Regions from separate parts of the Zea mays genome. Here regions 1 and 2 are each linked to region 3. Evidence: chromatin contacts called from public Hi-C data. All regions are on one chromosome and are shown on one strand. Each heading gives the region's core, a stretch centred on a gene start, on an enhancer-like site or on the middle of the called end of the contact. The rest is flanking DNA. Distances are from core to core; before and after follow the strand shown. Region 1 has its middle 20 kb from the start of LOC100273114. Region 2 has its middle 56 kb from the start of LOC100273114. Region 3 holds the start of LOC103630881.

Region 1 (3,585 bases), core at 195-2,694, 110 kb after region 3:
CTAGTACTTGCTAGCACTAGCAAGATGGTAGTGCAACTGTGCAAGCTACTGTTTTTTTTTTTTGGGAGAGAGAGAAGGATAGAATCCAAACTGTTCTTGGTGTTAGAACGGTAGGGGATGGAGACATCAGACGACATGAGACATGGGCATGCTAATTGTAACACCCAAAATTCCTATGATGGTAGGTTTGAAGAATTCTCCAACAAAAACAAGTAAAAATGTCTTATAATAAGAATTTTCTCTACTTTTGAAATTACTCTTCCTAAAATAAAGAAAAGATGAACAGGGAATCTTGAATTAAACTAAGCATTTGAAAAGAGATATTGTCTTGCACTAAATGAGGGCACTATTAACCAACTTTAGGTTTGAATCTTGATACTAGAATTATAATTTGAACTTCAGAAAAAAAAAAACAAAGGAAAAGTTTTCAATTTGTTTAATTAAGGGACTTGCTTCCTTTGTATGCATACAAGCATTTTTCTAAGAAGATAAATAATTAGTATACAAACATACTTGCATCATGCTGGTTCTTTGATGTATTTGGTTTATATTCAAAGCCCCAAACTAAGTTTGAATTTGTTTGAAAACTAAAATCTGAAAATAGAAAAGAAATAAGAAAAACAGAAAATAAAATGAGAAAGAGAAGAAGTGTACCTGTGCTTTCTTACCTGTTCGGCCCAAGGTCCCGCGCGGCCCAACTTCCCTCGCCGTGCCACATCACCAGCCAGCACGCCCTCTCGTCCATTTCACCGGCGTGTGGGCCCAGCAAGTCGGGTCCTCGGTCATGGAGCGAACAAAGCAAACTCCCGAAGTCTGCGCGCTCTCGTCCGGTCTCTGGCAGTGGGGCCCTCGTATTAGATTTCTCCTCTTCCTATCGCATCGGACTCCAACAGAAATCCGAGCACCCGGGGATCACGGCGACTCGCGTGGTTATCCCTTCGACCGGCGAGCGTATAAATTCGTGCCATGCTCGCTTCACCTTGGCCATCCAAAACGAAAACCCGATGCCGTGAGTCGCCATCGCCGCGGAGAAAAGCGCAGAGAGAGATAAAGATATCCGCCACACGGGCATCCTACCTACATCGCCGCTCGGGGCTCGGCGTGCGGTCTGGGCGATTCGCCGGGGCACCCCGCGCTTGGGCGCAGCCATCTCGAGCGTGGAGCATGGCCGGAATTCAAGGGAAGTGCACGGGAACTTGCATCTCGTGGCGGATCCGCGCTGCACCATCGACCAAGCCTCGCATTCATCTCCACTGACGGTGAGGCACTCTATCATACTCGCTATGATTCCCACATCGTGTAGAACATGCTGTTTCGGAGTTTGGGCCGGCGGACTGCCAGTGCACGCACGCCGGCCATGGCGCCGCCGTGTGGTGAGGGCCTAGGCGCCGCCGGTCTCTCAACCGAAGTAGGGGGGATGAGGCGGTTGGGGTAGAAGGGGGGATTGCCGTTGGATTCGCAGTGGGTGGCCGAGATTAGATTAAATATACCCCTTCGGCTCAACCAGATCTGAGCCATTGATCCCGCGATCAACGGCTCGCGTTCGTCCGCAAGTGTTAGTCGGGGTAAAATCGCAAAAGAGTCCCCAAGCTCCTTTATAATTAACCCGCCGTCCATATGTATTGAATGGGAATAGAATCTTTTTTTTTAAAGAGGGCAACCCCCTATTTCATTAAGAAATAGAACCAAACACAGTTTTTACATAAGACCCGACATAACCAACAGCCACAAGCCGATAAGCCTACCACAATATCAGCAACATATAGGTCCGAAACTCAACTGGAGGCACACACACCATATCTAAAGTAGTTCAACAGACTAACAAGCATCACTGAATATCTACAAAGGACAAATCCCAAAAGCAGCCAGGGACCACGCGTCACCAGAAATGACTGAACAGCAAGTTTTGATCAACCAAAAGAAGACAAGCTGAACACGACTAGAAGAGATGCGTAAACAGCTGCAAAATGTCACTGGAGACGCCTGTCAACCGGCTTCCAACCATGGGCCTTGCTGTAGATATCACTTGCTATCTTTCGAACTCTGCGGCTTCCTTGTTCCACCAGTCTTTTTCCCTTCTTTGTCTGTCGAATAGACCAAGCATCAATCCAATAACAGCAGGAAAAAATTATATTTAACGGATCATCAATCAACCTAGCATTGAAGCAGCAATCATTCCGAGTGCGCCATATAGCCCAAATAACAGCACCACATCCGAAAACGATCAGATTTTTTTTAGATTTATGAAAACCATTGATCCAGGGACCAAAGAGGTCAGCTGTGTTTTTGGGGGTAGAGGACATTTTGAAAGCAATTTGGATGATTCTCCAAATAAATCTGGCCACAGGGCAGTGGAAAAATAAATGATCTATGGATTCTAATAATCCACAAAAAATACAATCCATATTCCCATGCCAGTGCCTTTTAGCCAAATTGTCTTTTGTCAAAATCCTATTATTTTTGACCAACCATAAGAACACTTTAATCTTGTGTGGAAGTCTGGATTTCCACAGAAAGTTCACAGGAACATCAATCATGGAATTTTTTAACATTTTGTAAAAGGATTTTACCGAATAACCTTTGCAACCCAACAGCCAACTTGAAGAATCATCATTTTCAGAAAGCAAGGTCTGACTACACTGATCCATAAGATCAGTGTAGGCCTCACCTAACGTACCAACGAGCCTTCTCCTGAAAGTCAGCATCTGAAAGTTGGAAGAGACCACCTTATGCACAGTGATATCCTTATCATAGGCAACCACAAACAAATTAGGATACTTGTCTGCAAAATTCATATTACCACACCAAATGTTTTTCCAAAAACTGGAGCTCTTACCATCACCAATAATTTTTTTACAATATTTAAAATATTTGTCTCGAACCGAGAGAATACCTTTCCAGAAATGAGAATCTGAAGGTCTATTCTTCACAGAAATAATAGGCTTGTTCTTGATGTATTTACTCTTAATAATGGATTGCCACAAACCACTAGTATTTTCTAGTCTCCAAATCCATTTAGCCAACAAAGCTTCATTCATTTTTTGCAGATCCAAAACACCAAGACCACCCATATTTTTGGGAGAGCAAACTAAATTCCACGCAGCCAAATGGTATTTTTTCTGGTCATGACCTCCCTGCCATAATAATCTTTTCCTAAAGATATCCATTTTTTTCATCACAACTTTGGGACATTTATACAGGGAGAGCATGTATAAGGGAACATTGGTGAGGCTGCTGTTAATCAAGACAAGCCGACCACCCAAACTAAGAAAACGCCCTTGCCAGGAACCCAACTTGTTCTCAATCTTTCCAACTATGGGCTCCCACAAAGATTTGCACAGTTTTTTGTTATCAATAGGGACCCCTAAATATTTCATAGGGAGACCACTGGGAGGACAGGTGAAGATGTCAGCATACAAATGCTCTCTATTGTGAGCATTTCCCAAACAGATAATTTCACTTTTATGGAAGTTGATTTTAAGACCAGAAATCTGTTCAAAGATGCAGAGAATAAACTTCAAATTTCTAGCATTTTCCAAATCATCTTGAAACAGGAAAATTGTGTCATCAGCATATTGAAGGCAA
Region 2 (3,225 bases), core at 490-2,989, 70 kb after region 3:
GCAGAATTTCCTTCACATCCCTTTCAGCAACTGCTCTCAATGCTGATTCTTCATGACCGATGAACCACAAACCATCACGTCTGACTCCAGTCCCAATCCTTCTCCCAGTCCCCTTCTCTTGAAAGACACAAGTGTTTTCATCAAACGTTACTGTACACTTGAACTGATCAATGATTGAACTTACAGAAATGAGATTGACCGGAAAAGATGGGACATGTAGGACTGAGGATGAGCTAAGAGATGGTGTACACTCTATGGACCCTACACCATGGATTCGTTGGGATGAGCCATCAGCAATTTGAACAAACTCATAATGTGTATGTGGGATGTAAGCTTTGAAAGAGCTGGATATGCCCATGACATGCTTAGATGCTCCTGAATCTATGACCCACTCCTTTTGATGCCTACATGAGTATGTAAGAGCTTGTTCCTGAGTACCTTCACCCATGTGGGCATAGTTGGCAAAGTAGGCTGGTTTCATCTTCCTGATGTCACCATCCTTCTCACCGCTACATTTCTCTAGCTCCTCAATTTTCAACCTCAACCTTGCTACTTCAGCCTTCTCAGCATCAAGAGCCTTAGCAACAGCCTCTTTCTCCTTCACCAAATCAGACTCTCTCCTTCTAGCAAACACCCTAGCCTCCTGTTCCCTCGTCATCGCCGTCAGCCTCGCCAACACCTCCTTGGCAGCCACCAATTTCTCCTCCAGTTCACCCTTCTCGCCAAACAGCTCAGAGTTCCTACACTCCAGTTCCGCCACCACCGCCTCCACTCTCCGGACCTTTTTGGACATGACAGCCACCTCCGATGCCTTGAGGTCTGGTTCTACGGACTGGACGCCTTTCATATTGAGGATCCTCTTCCTGATCCCCTCGGCGCAGGCCTCGCAGTGCATGTGTGCCTTCAGCACCACGGCGATCAGCGGCGACTCCTTCTGCACGTACTCCACCACCTTCATGGGATTAGCAGACGCCTCCAGGCTATGCTCCAGCAGCTCCTCCATGAGCTCGCACATCTACTCCTTCACCACAACAAGCAGAGCAGTAGCTCCGGCTTCAAGCAGACAGGACAGTTCAGAACTCGCTTCAGAACCCCATACCAGCTCCTACCGGCCTCCACAGCTACACAGGCCACAACAGCTACGAGGGCAGCAGTAGGGACTTCCTCCTCTTCCCCCTTTCTCAGCTGCAGGAGCAGCACCACCTCACTCTCCCCAACTCCACGCTCACCGCAGCAGTAGAGGCTTCCTCCTCTTCCCCCTTTCTCAGCTGCAGGAGCAGCAACAGCAAACTTGCTCGGTCCTTGAGGTACTCGGCCTTCTCTTCTTCCTTGGGAGCAGCTACAGCACCAGCGTCCGTAGCAGCAATCCCAGCAGCCACACCAGCGGAGGGGCCCGAGGGCGACCACCAGGAACTGAGGGGTCGAGCAGGGGGGAGTGCGCAGCTGGTGCGCATAGGGGCGGGAGCCCACGCCGACGAGCTCGCCGTCGCACAGGACGGGGACGGCGGCCGGCACCGGCGCGGACGAGTCGAGGACGCGCGGATGAGCTCGCCACGCCAGCTGCCAGGGGGCCGCCCGCCGAGCTGCGCTCCATGGATCCGCCTCCTCCACGCGCTTCTCCACCACGGTTTCCTGCTCCGGCTCCGGGCTCGGCTGGGTGACCGCCTTCTTCCTCACACGCGCAAGGCGGAGCTCGAGTGGCGGCGCCTGCGAACCCTAGCTCCATATACCATGTTGTTGATTTGGGGTGAGTTATTCCTCACAACACCCCCAAGCTCACATTATATTTCACCATTATACAAGAAACCCCTTACACTTGTTCTATTTACACCAACAGTATTCACTATCAAACTCTCTTTGTTACTCAAATATGTTTACAATTTTTGTCTCCGGCTAGAAAATTTTCAGCATTCAATATCAAACTCTCTTTGTTACTCAAATATGTTTACAATTTTTGTCTCCAGCTAGAAAATTTTCAGCATTCAGTATCAAACTCTGAAGCACGTTTCTCGACAATGGGGTCTGACGACAGATCTAACAACTGATGAATTAGACATTCTTGTTTGAAAACAGAACAGCTCCTCAGCATCATTAAACTTCCTTCTTTGATTTCTCAACTCGACATTCCTTTCATTTCTGAAAACTAATGTGCACTTTGACAGTTGACAGTTCTAGCTTGTTAGCTGCAGTCTGCTAGTATGTTTCAGCAAATGCTTGGTCTGAACATCTACAGATTCAGTCATTGGAACACTGATACAACTGTAGTTTTGTTAGCCAGTTCAAATTTGACTTGCATAGTTTTAGAGTTTCAGCAAATGTTCTTGATTCAGGAGTTGTAAGACTGGCAGAACTGGGTTTAGACCCCTCAAAAATCCTGTCAGTCAGAGATCAGAGCATCAGCAGAATAGTTCAGTAGTATGCATATGCACGGACAGTTGGTGGCAGATTTGGGCCAAACAAGGGATGGATTAGGATTTTTAGTTAAGAATTGATTGCCTCAACATAAAATTTGTTGATAATTTGTCCACAACTAGACATTTTCCGGTGTTCAGAAATCAGAACCTTTTGAACTGAAAATTTGCAACAATTGTGAACTGAAGCTCTGAAGTTAAACCGACTGTGTTTCCTGTGAATTGGGCCTAGCAATTCATAAATTAGTTAGTTATACTTTGTCCAAGTAAAGGTCAAGTTATTGTTTCGACAGTACCTGTCACACCCGGATTTTTAGGGGCAAACCCGGGCGCGACTCACATGCGTGACAGGATCAAGTCTCACACATATGATGACTCATGGTATAGATATCAATGTCATATCTTTATTAAATAATCGGAGTTCTGTACAAAATAACTAAAATATATTACACCATATGACGACGATGATCCTCCACAATCCCTAGTTGACTGGGAGACGACGGCCTAGATCTCTCCGAACTCATCTTCATCAAAGTCTTCCTCCTTGCCTGGAATGCACCTGTTCTTAACCTGGGGTGGGAGTAAGCAAGGGTGAGCTCCCATACGGTCATCGCTCAATAAGTTGTGGGGAATAATGTGCATGAGCTCACTTACGGTGGGGCTCATGTAGTGTAAGGCTTACCAAGGAAAATGGTTAAGGCTGAGCATTGCTTTTAATAAGTTGGTCAAAATTTTATTAGCAGTTACTAAGTATAAGTATATACCAACCTAATTAAATAATTGATCACAATAATAATAATTCCCACAATGCAAT
Region 3 (3,278 bases), core at 24-2,523:
GCAGTTTATAACTGTCTTCGATAGCCCTTCAACGTGTTCTGGAAGCTACCATCCAGGCATCCAGCAATTTTAAAGAAGTCAAAAAATTGCAGATTGTTCAGCAAATGCAAAAGATCAACACTAATTTCTAATAGTACCTGATTCAAGGGTATACGGATGGGAACGCAGACACTTAAGACACATAACTCTTGACTATTTCTTCTGTTGTTCTTGTTCATCATGCTTTTGCCATGGATTGAGAGCTTCTCTCATAGCTTGGGCCTCTAGACTGCTTTCCCAAGCTCGTTTTTCTGACCCCAGGACAGTTACCTTCTCATCTGTAGCATAGGACCATAGAGGCAAAACATGTTTAAAAAAAGAGGCATTCTGATGCAGCAGCGAACAACAGAGAAACAAAATGAACTTGACAGGATGAATGGTACTAGGTAACTTCAACTAGTTATGTGGACACCAAAATATCAAATATTTGGATTGTTATTGATGGGAAGATGCACTGAACTGCACATAATCCGTCCAAGTATAATCACTATTTTGAAAATCTCAAAGAAACAACAAGGGGGGATTGGATGTTGAGCAGGTAGGGGGTGAGGGGAGGTAGAAGTGTACAAAAGCCCGTGTGGATCATGAAGAGCTCCATGGCAGCGCCAATGGAGGCCCCACCGCCGCAATCTTCAGGTACCACCCCGCGAACCTCATAATACGTCTCCCCCCAAGCGAATCCTCGGAGGCAGAGGCGGCCGGAGGCCACCGGAGTGAGCTGAGCCAGCGGTGGTTGCTTTGAGCAGAAGGCTCAAGGAGTGGAAGCCAAACTAATCCTGATCGTTGAGGCCAAATGAATAAGATCGATGAGCAGGATCAAATTCATTTCCCTTGCTGCCCAAACAAAAATGGGGGCCCACGGCCCACCGAGCCCAAAAAGGCTGGCCCGCATCGCGTTCAATCCTACCAATCGCACACTCCGACCCCTGTGACCAGACGCCCATGGCGGCGAGATTATTGCCATTACGGAACACGGCAGAGAGGGATTCGATGAAATGGAGGTGTAGGGAAATGCTTCGACCATTTGGAGGCGCAGACGATGGCAAAGTGCTGGTATGGACTTGAATCACCCATTAGCCGCTGCTCACATCGATTAAGTTGCTTGAGCTAACGTCGTGAGGTCCTTGCGTGCTCTGCCGTCGCTTTCCTCTTCTTAGCCGTGAGTTATGTTCTTCCTTCACATTCTCTCCCATTGGCTGGTGGTACGAGCATCATGGTAACGTGGCGGCCGGCATGGCTTGTGCGCGGAGCGATAATGCGGGAGACCAGTGTGGGCTCCATTCTCTCCTAGCTGGCTTGACTTCTAGGCATCTGGGGAGGAGCATGAGGGCAACAGTGACGCGCGGTGAGGGTTGTGACGCTGACGAGGCCTGCAGCCACCCGCGCACGCCCGAGCCCCATCCGTGGGGACCTCCTGCCGTTGCCACCGCCGCCGTTCTACTCTGCCTCGGTGGAGGAGTCTCCCACGATGCAAAAGTCATGGTGGTGGGAAGCCGGTCGTCACAGACACTGTCGACGAGGTGACACCCGATAAGGGGCCAGAGACTGAGATTAAGGGAGAGGAAGAGAATGAGGCCGTCGCGAGGCGTGGGGCTCCGGGGTGGCTGAGGCTTGACGGGGTTGCGGCGGACATCCTCGCCATCGCCGCGCCCGCCGTGCTCGCGCTCGCCGCGGACCCCATCACGGCGCTCGTCGACACCGCCTTCGTCGGACATATCGGTAATCCACTATTCTGAGCTTTTGTAATCCAATTCATTTCTTCATTTGAAACCTAGAATCATGCATGCCATACCTTGCTCTCACTCCGGCACGGCATTGTAAAATCTAGTTATCCTTTGTGTTATATGATGATGTGAAAAGCTCATGGGCCTGATGAAGGCCTAGATACAAAAATAGGGAAGACACTGGTTTTAGTAAACAATTAAGAGGGTGTCAACCGTTTCACCCATTTGATGAGAAAGAGTCTCTTATCAGGTTCGGCTCAGCTTGAGGCTGTTGGTGCATCGACTTCCATATTCAATTTGGTATCCAAGCTGTTTAATGTGCCGCTACTTAATGTCACCACATCCTTTGTTGCTGAGCAGCAGGCAATGGATGGCAATTCTAACACCACAAGGGAAAGTAAGCATTTCCATTTGTTTTCTGAAGGCTCTGTTGTTCACGTTACACTGATTAGTGTTTAGTTCTCACCTAGGAGATGAATTTTTGACACCAATAGAGAAGGTAAGGCAACAAAAGAAGGTTCTTCCGGCTGTATCAACATCCTTGGCTCTAGCTACTGGTATTGGACTGTTGGAAATGGTAGCTCTGATTGTTGGATCTGGGACCCTGATAAACATCATTGGTATACCCGTCGTACGTAAGACCAATTTATTCACATTTTTAGATTTCTAGGATCTATATTTCTTCCCTTGAACTTGGTATCAGCACTGGGTGTTAATATTCTTAGGTGTTTCATGTATATTTGGTTGGCTGTTGGTCTGAACCATCTGATGTCTATGTGCCTAAGTTGCTAATGAAATCTTTGCAAAAATCATTGTGCCTAAGTCACTATTCATAATGAAATATCTGAAAGTGCTTTCACCTTATTATATGAATCTAATGGGAAACTTGTCGACAAACATTTTCCTATCATGTCACACATTTGGTGCTGCAAAAATATAGCACTTCTAGACTATTTTACCTTGCCATTTTGTACGTGGTGGGTGGGCTTCTTGAATTCAGACTATGAAACCAGGTTTCCATGGTCTGTCAACTCAAAGTTTAAGGTTCCATAATGTTGCGACTGCTATGAGTTATACTTAATGACACCTTCTGTGACTAATTCTCTATATTATTACAGTTTTCTTTCAAAACACTCTTCACTGAACATAAGTTTTTCACTTTACTGTCAACACAGGATTCACCAATGCGAGCACCAGCAGAACAGTTTCTGACACTGAGGGCACTTTGTAACACCTCAATCTTATTTTTGGAATTTAGTAAAACTCTCAAAAGTTTTGAATTGAAATATCTTTTAATAATACTTCTCTTATTTTAAAGTTACACCTCCTAAAACAAATATGGTTTCTAATAAAGATTTAATAAAAATACCCCTATATGATTTTAGTTATCACTTTGTTGAAATAACATATTTATAAATATTCTCTAAATAATTTTATAAACTAGAGATTATATTTCTTAACATACCTATTCTCTATTTTAGTGTGTATGAATGTCATATTTAAAAGCCTTGCTTA

Evidence for each region. Hi-C and Micro-C count contacts between places; a contact is called where the count stands out from the background.
Region 1: a Hi-C map of bundle sheath shows a contact between it and region 3, with 4 times the contacts expected there. The contact joins the enhancer-like site here to the promoter of LOC103630881 in region 3. A contact is called at or near these places in 12 of 25 Hi-C or Micro-C datasets (bundle sheath, ear, leaf and 3 more).
Region 2: a contact with region 3 is called in a Hi-C map of leaf, with 3 times the contacts expected there. The contact joins the enhancer-like site here to the promoter of LOC103630881 in region 3. A contact is called at or near these places in 2 of 25 Hi-C or Micro-C datasets (both in leaf).

Annotation. Positions count from the first base shown.
Region 1 is chr6:19,292,075-19,295,659 of Zm-B73-REFERENCE-NAM-5.0, reverse strand. It overlaps the pseudogene LOC103629065. Among protein-coding and RNA genes, the nearest start is that of LOC100273114, 20 kb to the right of the region's middle. Within about 2 kb of position 1,444, at least 18 of the 20 cell types and tissues checked have an H3K27ac peak or open chromatin away from gene starts, as enhancers often do. A contact at or near this core is called in bundle sheath, ear, leaf and 2 more, where this site is marked.
Region 2 is chr6:19,328,480-19,331,704 of Zm-B73-REFERENCE-NAM-5.0, reverse strand. It overlaps the pseudogene LOC103630880. Among protein-coding and RNA genes, the nearest start is that of LOC100273114, 56 kb to the right of the region's middle. Within about 2 kb of position 1,739, at least 9 of the 20 cell types and tissues checked have an H3K27ac peak or open chromatin away from gene starts, as enhancers often do. A contact at or near this core is called in leaf, where this site is marked.
Region 3 is chr6:19,397,780-19,401,057 of Zm-B73-REFERENCE-NAM-5.0, reverse strand. LOC103630881 reads left to right here and starts at 1,273. Exons shown (of 12, transcript XM_035960265.1): 1 at 1,273-1,279; 2 at 1,408-1,758; 3 at 2,014-2,160; 4 at 2,234-2,394; 5 at 2,939-2,984. The coding sequence starts at 1,273. It also overlaps the pseudogene LOC100277558.